2 separate regions of the Mus musculus genome follow, and region 1 is linked to region 2. A link is a contact called in public HiCAR-type data. All regions are on one chromosome and are shown on one strand. Each heading gives the region's core, a stretch centred on a gene start, on an enhancer-like site or on the middle of the called end of the contact. The rest is flanking DNA. Distances are from core to core; before and after follow the strand shown.

Evidence for each region. HiCAR-type assays count read pairs that join an accessible place to other places.
Region 1: a HiCAR-type map of fibro-adipogenic progenitors shows a contact between it and region 2, with 5 times the contacts expected there. The contact joins two enhancer-like sites. A contact is called at or near these places in 1 of 39 promoter capture datasets (cranial neural crest), 3 of 484 Hi-C or Micro-C datasets (all in uterus) and 2 of 115 datasets of contacts at active chromatin or transcription factors (fibro-adipogenic progenitors and heart atrium).

The regions. Positions count from the first base shown.
Region 1 is chr1:45,670,561-45,677,732 of GRCm38.p6, reverse strand. No RefSeq gene overlaps it. Among named protein-coding and RNA genes, the nearest start is that of Gm23216, 11 kb to the left of the region's middle. Within about 2 kb of position 1,807, at least 43 of the 459 cell types and tissues checked have an H3K27ac peak or open chromatin away from gene starts, as enhancers often do. A contact at or near this core is called in fibro-adipogenic progenitors and uterus, where this site is marked.
Region 2 is chr1:45,018,056-45,025,412 of GRCm38.p6, reverse strand. No RefSeq gene overlaps it. Among named protein-coding and RNA genes, the nearest start is that of 4930521E06Rik, 280 kb to the right of the region's middle. Within about 2 kb of position 3,097, at least 77 of the 459 cell types and tissues checked have an H3K27ac peak or open chromatin away from gene starts, as enhancers often do. A contact at or near this core is called in fibro-adipogenic progenitors and uterus, where this site is marked.

The sequences.
Region 1 (7,172 bases), core at 558-3,057, 650 kb before region 2:
AAAAAATGATGGTATACATATCAGTATCAGAGGTATAGATTGGAGATCTAGGAAACATAAGTGCTATTATCTCCCTAAGGGAGTATAGCAAAACATTGAGAACCAACTTCCACTCTCCAGGCAGTGCCTATGGCCAAAACTTTGAAGACATAACTTTAGTGGGTAGGAAAGGAGGTGCTGGACTGACAGAGAGCTGAGAGGGCTGCCAGAGGCCATATTGGGAATCAGGGCAAGATAATTAATGGAAGAGGGGAAACTGGGGTGAAGGGTCAAATGCTGCTTCTGAGAAGCTACAAAGAATTTGAGCTGAGATGGGCACCAGTAGCACTGCTGAAAGTTGTCATGACATGTCATGTCATGTCACATTTTCGAGGCCTTTGGGAAGCAGGGACTCCCAGAGCTAGTTGCTTTCTCTTCTTCCTTTTTACCCCCTCTTCCTTTCTGTTAATTCATGTGTGTAGATTTATTAAATCCTCATATTTTCAGTTTATTTTCATTTTGATCTATTTCTCTAATGTTATTTATATTTAAGTAAAGAATTCTTGTACATTAAAACAAAATAAAATCCACAGCTACAAAATTATATAGTATATGTAGGTATTTGTGTGTATTTACACATACATATTTGTGTTGACCTAGTTCTGATTTTTTTTTTCACCTAATTATCATTATGGAGATTTTTCATCCTAATCTGTATGCATAATGCATAATTATGTTAAGTTTGTGTAGTGTTTCTGTTGGACACAATATAAAATTCACTGCCAATTTCTATTAATAAGGGTGTGCTTGCTGATTCTAAGTTCCAGTTCTTGATTAAAAATGACTGTAGTGAATATTCTTGTATGTTTCTTTTTAAGTATGTGCAAAATCTTTGGGTATCCTTGAAAACATAGTACGTATTTGAAAGGTGTACTATGTGCATAAAATTTGTGACTTTTGTGCATAAAAGAGCTTAATTGCATGCAAAATGTATTTTATTTAATACTTTAACAGAGGGTGTATAGTAGTTTCAGAATTGAGCCCCCAATGGAGGAGCTAGAGAAAGTATCCAAAAAGCTAAAGGGATCTGCAACCCTGTAGGTGCAGCAACATTATGAACTAACCAGTACCCCGGAGCTCTTGACTCTAGCTGCATATGTATCAAAAGATGGCCTAGTCAGCCATCACTGGAAAGAGAGGCCCATTGGACACGCAAACTTTATATGCCCCAGTACAGGGGAATACCAGGGCCAAAAAATGGGAATGGGTGGGTAGGGAAGTGGGGGGGGTATGGGGGACTTTTGGGATAGCATTCTAAATGTAATTGAGGAAAATACGCAATAATGAAAAATATTTAAAAAAATAAAAGAAGGAACAAATAAATCTTATAAAAATTAAAAAAAAAAGAAAAGAAAATGTGTCAGCTTGATGGAAATTTCTAGATAGGAATGAGACTCCTGTGTGAAAACCTCATTAAAAGAATGTGAGTGGCAATAGGTGGGTCAGGTCTATGGCAGCTCAGGAGAGCCTGGACTCTTATTATGATACTACCTGGGACTTTATTATGTAAGTTTTATGAGACATCCCAGAAAACTATTTGTTTAAAATATTTCAAAGCCAGGAAAAAAGTTCAACTTGTAGTTCAGAAGGAAGAGAAATTGGAAACATCTGGTGAGTTCAGTTGCAGACATGGCTTGAGCTGACGTGCGATGTAATAACCAGGCAGCTGACTAGTCCAGTCTAATTCTGGTGAATAATATTTTCTCAGCAGTCTCCTGGCCATAGAGTATCAAAAGGCAATGGGAACATGTTGTAAAGTGCCTTGATGCCTGGAACAATTACACTCTGGAAACATTGTCTTGGCTGGCTGAATATGACCACAGCCACAGCTCACTCTGCAAACAGAATTAGTCATGGAGAGACTGTCGAACAGCATTCTGCAGAACTTTCTTGTTCAGGTTCAGCGCATGATATCATGTTGTGCCTTCACACCCTGGAATGATATTGATGCCAAACACTAGGCATAAAATATAATGTAGGACTTTGCTTTGCATGGTTAGATAAGAAGTCTTTCTCAGTAATTGCTGACTGTTGTCTTTGTAGAGTTATTTTATGTACATGTGGGTCTGTATTTCAGGTTTATCTTTTATTAGTATTTTAATATTATGAAAAAACATAAATTATTGGTGTCTATAGAAACACAATGATCTCCAGTTCCTTCATGTGCTTTTGTGTCTTTCTGATCTTTCATCTCTCAGTATTCTTCCCATGAAAAAAATTACTTTTTGTTCCCAGTGTACATATACCTTGTGATTTTTGTATTTTAATTTATTTATATGCCTGTATTCAACCAATTATGTCTGATTTTTTTAAATTTAAAAGTGATTATTTATTTTTGTTATGTGTGTATGTGTGGTTGCCTGCACGTCTGTTTGTGCATCACACATGTGCCGGATGCCCACAGAGGCCAGAAGAGGGAGTAGCAGCCATGTATGTGCTGGGAACTGAACCCTGGTATGTCACAAGAACCACACGTGCTCTTAACTGAGCCATCTCTCTAGCTTCACTTACCTGCCTCTTAAAATTAGGCTGATTTGTAAGTATGTTCCTTGTGATGAGTAATTGGAGAATTTATTCACAAATGAAGAACAAATGTTTATAACAGAGATGAATCAACTAGGTAATAACAAGACCACACAGTACTTTGGTATAAAATCTAATTTGGCTGCTAGTACTCATTTTTTTTTCTTCTATGGGTCCACTCTTGTATCTGGCTTTTTTTTTTAAGACTATCTTTCCCTGTAATTTTCCAAAGGCAATTTTCTTTCACTGAAAACATCAGTGAGTAAATCTGCAATTATTGACCACTTTTGAAGGCTGCTGATGGTTTTGCGATCTGATGGAAGAGGTAAGTGTGCTCTAATGGAAAGTTAGAGTGTTTTCTGCTCTATACAGATACTATAACCTAAAGTATGGCTAAAGCCAAGTCACTGCCTCAAATTAAGGAAACCTCAGAAATATTGTTCATAGTATTAATTAATTGTTCACATTATTTATAAACCAGTACCATCAACCAGTACTTATTGAATATTCCCTTATACCAAATACAACTCTGAATATTGTAGCAGACATCAGCTAGACATCCAAATTGGTACAACACACAGTGACACATAGATAGGGATTTTTCCAACTTTGGTTTTAGTATCATTCTGCATTCAGTTAATAAAAACATTTTCTTTAAGTTGAATATGACTTTTATATATCATTTGTTCTATCATTTACTGCATTTAATCTTTAGAAAACTACTCTTTTAGTCTGTTTTCTGAAAGAAAAGCTTTCTTTCTTGAATGCTTTTGCCCCAGAGCTTCTGTAATGTCACTTCAGGTTTGTATGGACTAGCTGAATTTCATGCCCAAACAGCTGCATTTTCTTTGTGCAGGCACATGTGTGTATTAAGGTACAGGCAGACAATGCATAATGATGCTAGAATATATGGCTTTTATGTTTTAGGAGGGCTAGGGTATGGTCCAAAATATGAGAAATTAAGATAATTTATGACAGGGAGTGGCAGGAGATTATCTTACTTATTGACTCCATGTTTTCTGACTCTGGGAAATTCCTTGTATTTTCTGAGGCTTGTTTTCCTTGTCTTTGGAATACTGTGAATACCAGAAATAATATTTGTTGAGCACCTTGTAGAGGGAAATCATAGTTTGCACTAAACGCGTAGCTAATAACAGAATCAACGACTGGGGGTTAGCAGGGAGAGTAAGATCTTCCTGCCAGAGGCAAGAATCTGTGAGGTGCACATGGATACTCCATGTTTCTGTCCTCCACAGCAAACCAGATCATCTATGAGGTGCACGTGGAGACTCCACAGTTCTGTCATCCACAATAGACCCAGCTGGTGCAGTCTGCATGTAGCTATAAGATGAATTCATAAGCAGGTAATCCATCTGCCATCCTACATATAGTCCAATCTTTTCATTTTTGCAGCACTGGAACATGAGGCCCAGAGAAGTATAATTTGCTCAAAATGCCACATTAAGTATGGCAGAAATCTTTGAAAAGAACTACAAACTCAGGAATTCTTTAATACAAATATTGGTTGTGCTCACCTGCTTTCACAGTAACTGAATTCATTATCATTCTGCATTTTTATAAACGAGAACCGAACTCCTTTTTCTTTCATATCTTTTGCTCTACAGAATTGAGTCACATTGAACATTTTATACTGGCAGTTATTATTTTAAATGTGATGTCTGATTCAAACCTTATGTTCATTAGCTTTCAGAAAAGTAAAAAAAAAAAAAAAAAAAAATGCCCGAGGGTCAGCAGATGTTGAAGGACGTAGGTAGACAGATAATTAGGAAGTGGTTTTCTAAGTAAGGGTTACCCTAAAATTTTATGCACACTCTCCTTTGATCTTTGGACTTTTTTCTCTTTGGCCTGCGTATGATGCTGGAATCCACTGTAGCTGGCAATGGTTTAATTAATCCTTTTCACGGAAAAGTTCATGTTTGCTAACAACTACAGAATTCATTTGAATTTACTTAGCTAAAGGGGAACATGATGAAGAACGATAGAGTGAGGTCTTTGTCTCATCACTTACAACTCAGCCTCCACTGTTTTTGTTTGTTTTAGTTACATTTTCAAACATTCCCATTTTCCCATGTTCTGTGCTCGCCTTGGGAAACCTTCTAATAGCATAAACGACAAACAGGAGTTCCTGCCTGCTGACTCATCAGTTCGGTTTGGCAGGACTCTACTTGCAAATGCTGCAGCAGGCCACTTTCAGAGTAAGTCCCTGGCAGCAGATGTCACTGTTGGTCTGTCTAACTCTGGGGCCTTTCCTCACTAGTGGAGCTCATGAGCCTGACCTAGTCAAGCCTATATTTCAGGGAGCATGGTTTTATGAAACATTTAATAGTGGCTCGTGGGACTGATTTAAGAGTCATGTCTCGATCTTGTTTCATTACACAGTATTTTAAATACTGTTATTTTTCACTTTTGCTTCCTATGTTCTGGGGAATCAAATTCAGTACCCTTGCATGCTAGGCAAACATTCTGCCACTGACTTATACCCTGCACCCTTGTTTATTTTGAGACTGAGTTTCACTGTGCATTCCAGATTGGTCTTGAAATCTTGGCTCAGCCTTGTGAGTGTTGGGGTTACATATGTGCAACACTAGCCTCCATTTTTAATAGAGATCTTTTCTATTAACTTGAAATGTTTTTCCTTTCTTCTCTCTTGGTTCATGTTGTATATTTTATTTTTGAGGATTTATTTATTTTATGTACATGAGTACTCTATAGCTGTCAGACTCACCAGAAGAGGGCATCGAATCCCATTACAGCTGGTTGTGAGACACCATGTGGTTGCTGGGAATTGAACTCAGAACCTCTGGAAGAGCAGTCAGTGCTCTTAACTGCTGAGTCATCTCTCCAGCCCCGTGTGTATTAAGAATGGAACATCTCTCCTTCTTTTCTCTCAACTGTGCTCATTTGCTCATGTGTAAATCCCTTGATGACCCATTCTGTAAGAGATTTTTTTTCAACATCAGTTTTGTACCCACAGTTTTACTTAGTTTTGTGAGCTGTCTATCTATACTGTCTGTTAACCTCTCACATTCTTTCTTCTACTTACTCTTCTCTGGGATTCCAGGACAGTGACCTTAGAAGTCACATACCTCAGACTCAGCTTTCTGAAAGCGTTGAGTAAGACTTGATACTGCAATGTGAGAGTGGGAGAGGGGGCAAGGCATTCTCCAGTCTCTATTTTACTATTCTGTTCAACCACTAAGCATCAGTTTGTGATGGTAGCTGTAGGGTAGTCCCAGCCTCTTGCTTCTATTGGCACTTCTATAAGAAGTCTCATAATTTTCTCTCAGAGGAACCCACTGCCGGCAGCAGCATACATCCTTTCTTCATAGTACCAGATGTGAGGCACCTCCTGCTATCTCCTAGGTTCTGTTTATCTTTACCCTTTGTTTCCTGTGTCTCAGGTCTGTAACTGCTTCCTAAGTTAACTCTGTGTCTCTAACCTCCATTAAAACTCTGTGTTGAAAACCATGGTTTTCTTTTTTCTTTCTTCATGACTTGTTTTTAACGTAAAAAAAAAAATATATATATATATATATATATAAAGTAGCAACATCACATCATGTTTTGATTAATATTTTTTCTGCTTGTTACACTTACAGTTTGTAGGTTGAACTCTAGGTATTTTGTACTTTTTGGCTAATATCCACTTATCGATGAGTACATACTATGCATGTCCTTTGGGTCTGAGTTACCTCACTCAGGATGGTATTTCCTAGTTCCATCCATTTGCCTGCAAAATTCATGATGTTCTCATACTTTAAAAAAAATGATTATTTTATTTATTTACACTTCAAATGTTATCCCCTTTCCCTGTTTCTCCTCTGCAAACACCCTATCCCATTCCCCCTTACCTTGCTTCTATGAGGGTGCCTCCATACCCACCCACACCGGCCTCACCAACCTAACATTCCTCATACTGGGGCAACAAGCCTTCACAGGAACAAGGACCTGCCCTACCATTGATACCAGATAAGGCTCCTTCAGCTCCTTTAGTCCTTCTTCTAACTCCTCCATTGGGGTCCCCGTGCTCAGTCCAATGGTTGGCTGCAAGCATCCAGATCTGTTCTGTCAGGATCTCTCAGAGCCTCTCTGGAGACAGTTGTATCAGGCCCCTGTCAGCAAGTACTTCTTGGAATCCACAATAGCCTCTGAGTTTCGTAACTATATATGGGATGGATCCCCAGGTGGGGCAGACTTTGGCTGGCCTTTCCTTCAGTCTCTGCCCCACATTGTCTTTGTGTCTCCACCCGTGGGTGTTTTGTTCTTCCTTCTAAGAAGGACCAAAGCCTCCACACTTTGGTCTTCCTTCTTCTTGGACTTTACGTGGCCTGTGAATTGTATCTTGGGTATTATGAGCTTTTGGGCTACTATCCACTTATCACTCAGTACATACCATGTGTGTTCTTTTGTGATTAGGTTAACTCACTCAGAATGATATTTTCTAGTTCCATCCATTTGCCTAAGACTTTCATGAAGTCATTTTATTTAATAGCTGAGTAGTACTCCATTGTGTAAATGAGCCACATTTTCTGTATCCATTCCTCTGTTCAAGGACATCTGGGTTCTTTCCAGCTTCTGGCTATTATAAA
Region 2 (7,357 bases), core at 1,848-4,347:
TTCATGTTGCTTTGAGACATAATACACCAGGGTGGACTTAGAATAAATACCTTCCAGCCTCATATTCCTTAGTATTGGAATCATGGGTCACAGGTGAATATCTCTCATATATTTAAATTATTGTTCTCCAGGTAGTAGCAATATTTAGGGAAGGTTTGCAAGTAGTAGCCTTTTTGGAGAAAATACTTCCATGGTGGCAGGCTTTAATATATTAGACTCATACCCATTCTAGTTCATTCTCTGTTACGTACCTATAGTTGAATATGTGATCTCTCAGCTACCTGCTTCTGCCAGTATGCCTGCCAACTTTTGCCATACTGTTCTGACTATTAGGGACTCTGACCCTCTAAAACCATAAGCCAAACTAATCTCCCTCTAAGTTACCTTGTCCTTGGGATTTTATCATGACAACTGAAGAGTACTCAATACAAATACTGTGCCCAGCTTCATTTGATCATTTTTGAGGTGGATCTTTGCACTTCTTATTTTATTATAAACTTTGTAAACATTTGTATATGTGAAAGACTAGGTGATTTGCTCAGCAAAAATTTCCAACATTTAAGTTGCATCATTAAACACTGAGATTCTCAAAGATTCAAATATTTGGCCCCCTTTATTAGGATATAAACCAAACCATTTTTGCCTCGTTCCCTCTTTAAACCCCACTTTCTTATTTCTTTTTAATTAAAAGATGTTTTTAATCTCTCTCATGTACAAATCTTTGTCCACAGTCTCATTTCTACTTATAGTATGTCACAATACCCATTCCTCCAAAGAATAATTTAAAGAAAATTTTATATTAGTTATTATAAACATATTTTACAATAGTTATTATAATACTTTTATAATGGTTATATTTATAACAGTTTTACAAAAGTTATTATAAAAGCTCTTACCCTGACTTCAAGCACCTCACATAAAGAATTTGTTACCATGAATTGAGGATGGGAGTAGATTCAGGCATAATTTCTCATCACCAGAATTTTAAAATGATTGATCTGCTAAGAAATTCAGATCTTACATGTAATTTATTTCAGATATAGTAGAATATTCTGTTAGTTGAGCCTGAAGTAACAGTATTTTCTCTTAAGAGGATTCACTATTTTTTAGAAGGTATATCATAAACCAACTAATAATTTATTTTGGTTTGATTTTCCATGCTACACCTTAATCAACTTCTATACAACATTCAGTACAGATGAGAAATGATATCACAGATACATATGTTTTGGCATTGCTTATTGGCTTCCTCACTCTTTCTAAGGTGAAGTACAGATATTTCTAAGTTGACCCATTTGTCAGGCCTGTAAAATGTTTTCCAGTGTCCTCTTTTTTCTTACATATAATTCCTCTACTATTCAGTTAATTAAAATTCCAAAATTATTGCGTACTTATTTCTTTATTAAATTTGTTAAATTTCTTTTAATTAAATTTTCCTCTTACTGGATGAGTAACATTTAAAAGGAATGGCTGCTTTTAAGTATTTTCCTATAAACAGTTGTTAGATAACTTGAATAAGTTACTGTAAGTATGCATTTTCTTTTCCTTTTTTGTTTATTCGTTGAAATTTTCAAATATATATATATATAATGTATCTTGATCATATCTAATGCCCTCTTTCCACTACTCCCTCCCTCTCCAAATACAATTGCCTCCCATCTATTATTTATCCTTTAAGATTTGTTTCATTATTAAGCATGATAGTGGTGGTGGTGTGTGTGTATGTGTGTGCATGTGTGTGGTTTTTTGGATACATGTGTGTGTGTATGGGGGGGTTATACATGTGAGTTAAGTGTTTATATAGTCCAGAGGGAAAATAAAATACCATGGATCTGGAGATGCAGTTGTGAGCCAACTGAGGTAGTTGCCAAGAACTGAACTGAAGTCCTTTGAAGAGCAGTAAACACTTTAAGTTCTGAGTCATTTATCCAGCCCCCATGTCTCTTTAAACAAATCACTCCACGAAGTCCAATTACTACTGCCATTATATGCACTGATGTGGATTGTTATCGACTGGGGCTACGGTAATCTTCCAGTTGCTATTCCCCAAGAAAAGTGATTCTCCTGCTCCCAGCAGCGATCAACTTCCAAGAGCTTCCTGGGAAGGTGTGGGGCCTCAGGAGCCCAGCTTCTTTGTGTGCTAAAATTTTTAAATGTCTTGATCTGTGCAGGTAGCTATATCTACTGTAAGTTCATGTGAGCAACTATTGCATTATGTCCAAAGGACAGCATTTCACACCACTCCTCTGTATTTTCTAATTAATTTATCTATTCTTTCTCCTCTTGTATGGCATTCACTGAGTGTTGGTATGGAGGAGGGCTGATATAGATGTCCTTATGTGTCACAAAGCACTCACAGTCACTTATTCTTAGCACTTTGAACACTGATGAGTCTCTTCATTAGAAGCTGCCTACTACAGTAAGATGCTCTCTGCTCAAGGTTAAGTTTAAAGCAAATCTGTGCACATTTATGTAAATATTTAGAGGGCAGTCTGATAACATGAATTTTGCAAAATAAAACAAATAGGTTTCCTCTTTCAGACTATGACTTCCACCTTCATGGGTTTTGACCAAGTTTCCAATACCCATACATGAATTTGCCAGTGAGGAGCAGATCTCAGGTCTAATCAAAAGAATGGTTGGTTAGCCCATAAACACAGTCTTGCTACTCTTAGCATCAATAGTACATATTGTCCTGTAGGTCAGTATTGTTTAGAATGCAGGGTCCAACACAGGGTTATGCCATTGATGTCTAGTGGTTGCCAGCAGCCAACAAAGCACATACCAGCCCGGTGAAAGCTAGCTAACAGAGAGATAGGTTTCTGCTTAGTTCAGGCTTTGTTTCTCTATTTTCTACAACCAAAATGTGTGATTTCTTCAGCAATGAGGAGTTACAATTTTAAAAAAATGTATCTTCCATAAATCTACTTCCTTAGAAACATAAGGTTTTGCTTTTGTAAGAATAATCCATGTAGAATTTTTTAAAATGAACAAACACCATTTTTCTTTCTTGACCCTTTTATTATGAAATGCACCCTGTGTCTATCCAGCTGTGTGGCTCTGGGCCAGTACTGTGAGTCACTGCCCTACATTCTGCATGTACAAACAGGAATTAACAGAAAGGAGAGGCAAGGATAGTGCTCTTGGGTCTTGCTTACAGTCAAACACCAGGGGAGGGAAGCTATTATATGATTTCCAGTGAAGTCTGATTTGCTGTAATTCTTTCAAATCACAACATTTTGAGTTTTAGTTAGTTGAGAAGATCAAAGAGATGGAGTTAGGATAAAAAGAGAAATGGTTCTCAAAAAGAAATTTTGATTATGTTTTAGCTAGGAAATCCCTTGACAATGTTAACAAATACTTCCACTAAAATGTCATAAAAGCAAAACATCAATGACGAAGTGTAAAACGAATGTGTTTCTCAGATCCATGAACTTGCAATAAATAACCTTGACAGGATGTAGGTATATCTCCTGGTGTTTTGCATCTCTCTGACATTTTCTCTCTCTCTCTCTCTCTCTCTCTCTCTCTCTCTCTCTCTCTCTCTCTCTCTCTGTTTTTCTTTCTCCCCCCCCCATGTTGTTACTAATACTGAGAAAGAATATTATAAATCATATTGTGAAATGTTCTGAAAATATTACTGATAGATTTATAGTTAGTAAAGTCAAGTTTTAAGGACATGGTCAGTTCCATACTGATTGGTTCTATGAGTGTTGGCTTACACTCATTCTCATGACCCAATTTTATACACTTCCCTCGTCCATTTCTTCCATTTTCCCCTTTCTCTCCTGCTCTAATATCAGCACAAAAAAATTTTTAGTGAGTCATTGGTGGTGGCTAGTGTTTAGCAAGTCCCACACTATCTAGTAATTACATGATATCAGCAACTGGTCCACATGAGCAGTTTGCACTTGGATTCTAGGCAGGTTAAACACATGGATTAAATAACTTTAGTGGGAACCAGATGGTTCTAATCAAAGAGCAATTGTTCTCATAGACAATCAGATGAGGAACAGATTCACAAGCAGATTCCCATGCCACGTTGACTAGAAGCTAACAGTGGAGCCTGAGCTCCCACGCCCAGCTTCCCTCCCTAAGGAAAAGAGAAATGAAAATGAGCCCAAGGGCAAAAGTGAGTCTGAACAGAAAGATATACTACACCATGTAGCTGCTAGAGAAAAGGGAAATTATAAAACAGAGGGGGGAAAAATCTAGAATTTCAGGAAATCATCTATTTGAAAATCTCTAAACCTCAACAGATTTATTCATCCTCATTTATTAGTTTATTTCATTCTTCCTTTAGATAAAGATATAATTCTTCTTTTAATATTATATGTAAGTTGATCTAGATTCATAGATACTTTTGTGTGGAAAATTGGGGACATAAGATTGCTGTTAGGGATACCTGAGAACTTGTTTAATAAAACACATAAGTATTTGTGCTTAAAGTCAGTATAGAATTCTTTAAAACCCCAGAGTTACTTCTACAGGTCCTGTTTTCATAAACAGAAAAATGTCAGTAATTTTCTTGTGGTCTCTAACAGTTAAGTATTGTATAAATATTGTTGTCAGTGTGACTGCTGTTATTTTTATCCTGACTTTACTAAGTCCATTTACTGAAGCCTTCTCTGGTAAAAGGTCTGGAAAGCTTCAAGTCCATACAATCAAAAACAATGATGAACTCCCTTAGGAATGCAGCTTCACTAAACACCACATGAACAGAGCCTTGCTGAAGCTGGGAAAATGTTGTAAAGTGTGGTAGAAATATCCATATGAGGAGGCAAATGGACATTGGACATTTCAGCCTTCCTCTTTGTGTTTCAGTGAACCAAATATAAGAACACATAATAGAAGGTGAAGAAATGGGACACAATGTAGGAGAAAGGCAAGTGGCAAAAAGAGAGTGAGGAAGGATCAGGGAAGAGAGAAGAAATTGAATTCTGAGCCAAAATGGCTTTCATTGACTACAGCTTGCTGACTATAGCCCTTTGGCTGATAGGTAACTCTGGCATATAGCCTTGAAGACATGAAGCTATGGAACCACTGCCAAGATTTTACTTTTCATTTTTTCATTCAAATAAAAAAGATTAGGGGCCCATAAATATGTTTGTAAATTGTGAGCATCACTAATAATGGAAAAGGGTTCAAGATTATTACCATGTAATATTTGAGCTTCCTCTATGTTGTTATCATCTAGCAATATTAATCTGTCTCCTCCAAATCAATCACATTTGCTTTAGATATACAATTTTCTTTCCTTTCCTGGAAATTGGAGCAATCATTTCTTCAGAAATAGACTTTGTTGTTTCTGTGCATTTCTCCTACATAGAGGGACAAAGAATATGAAAACAGAGAAATGTAGAGTCATTTGAAAAGAGGAGGGAATGCTACTTTTAAAAAATCACTGTCTAACATCTTCAATGAATATAGTAACAAAATTTCTTTCAAGGGAAAACTGTTTTTATTTAGGACACTGCTTTATAGACTTTTGAGTTACAAAGACTATAGCATCTATATGTGAAAGAGATACACACATACATAATTTGTCTAAAATCATAGAGTATTGACCTTCATTTGTTTATTAAATCTAGGGTACCAAGTACAAAAAAAAATGGAATATGTGCCAGATAACTTTAACTGTCAAGTTGCCACAATCTCAAATCAGCTGGGGAGCAATATAGGAAGGTTATAGGAATGTCTGTTGGAGGCTGTCTTGATTGTTAACTGATGTTTTAAAATTATTAAGAGCATCTCTGTGCCCTAGACAGCAAGGCCTAAGTTCTATAAGACACATTTTTCTATGAAAAATGACACAGTGATATGTTTCTCTCTGCTCTGGATTATAAGTATTGTGTGACTGGTTGCTTGAATTCCTGTCCTGAAAATGGGCTAAAATCTGGGGTTTTAAGGCAAACAAGTGCTGAATGGAATACCAAAAGTCAGAACTGTGACTGAGGCTTGCTGGAGTATGCAGACATTGCAATATTAAAGGCACAGCACTGTTTGCATTTGTTGACTGGCAATAGAGGCATCTGCAAGATCCATTTCCAATATGTCTAATGGTCTGTGAACACTGAAATTTACCCACTTCTTTCTTACCATTTCCAAAGTTTAGCCTCAAGTTTAAATTCCTTCTGTTTATACTCAGTAATGATTCTACACTAAACTTTGAGGAATAAAAATAAATAAACCACTTATACGTCCAGGAAATGGTGTAGTTTAGTGCACAATCATTTCAGTTTCATAAATGCAGCATTTATGATATTAACAAAGTGGTTGGATTGGAAGTTAACCCTTTCAGGTAACTTAAAATTCATTCTGTGTGACTTGTAATAATATGATGCCTATAAAATAAGAGTGGGCCACCAGGGCAGCTCTGATAAGAGATGGCCTCAGAAACAAGTCACAAGCAAGCCAGCCAGCAGCTCAGATAAAAGATAAGCCCCAAACAGTCCTGATAAACTAATGAACATACTTGAATGTGACATTGATATGCTAGAGAGGGAACCAGCCCCAAACTATCAACCCTCATAGCAAAAAGCTACATCCATCACTACTGAACTTCCAGCATTGTCTCTGGGATTACACATGCCTGCCTGTCAGTGGTAGACAAGGCCAACATTCTCAAGGGCTCCCTGGACCTCCATCAGTGGCCATCCTCCCTGTGTATCACCGTTGAAGTGTTTCATGTGGATGAGGTTAAAGCTTGCAAGCTTCTGAACTATCCTTGCTAGAGAACATTTCCCCAGTGGAAGCCTGCAGCATTTTCTGCCCAATTGCCAACTTGGTGAGATGGCTGATTAACTTTTATATAAGCATAATAGTATAAGTAATGTTTGTGTGAATAAACAAAACATAATTGACAGATAAGTCTTGTGTGGACATTCTAATTGCTGAAAGCCTCACAGTCAATAAGATATGCTCTCTGCAGTAATAAAATTGGGGCTTACTTTGGAATCAGGAGGAATGCCTCCTTGTCATCTCTGGTTTCACTGAAAATGGGGATGCTTTTATTTTAGTCAAAGAACTTTATGTAAGAACAGACAAGAATGTATAGGTAGATTGAGTAGCACTGTATGAGCTGCTCGGGGTTAAAGCTTTGTTGATAAAATCTAAAGAAAATGTTCCATTTTCTAAAAAGTGATGGATGCTTATCCAATCATAGTACATGAGTAATTTGACATCACTGTGACCAATTACCCAAGAAATACAACTTATAGGACTATTTGTTTTGGCTTATCTTTCAGAATTTTCAGCCTTTAGTTTAAAGAGGCATCTAGACCTAGATAAGACAGAGAGTCATGGTGGCAGTGCCTGTGGAGGGAAAGGCTACTCTTATTGTGAACAAGAAGATAAA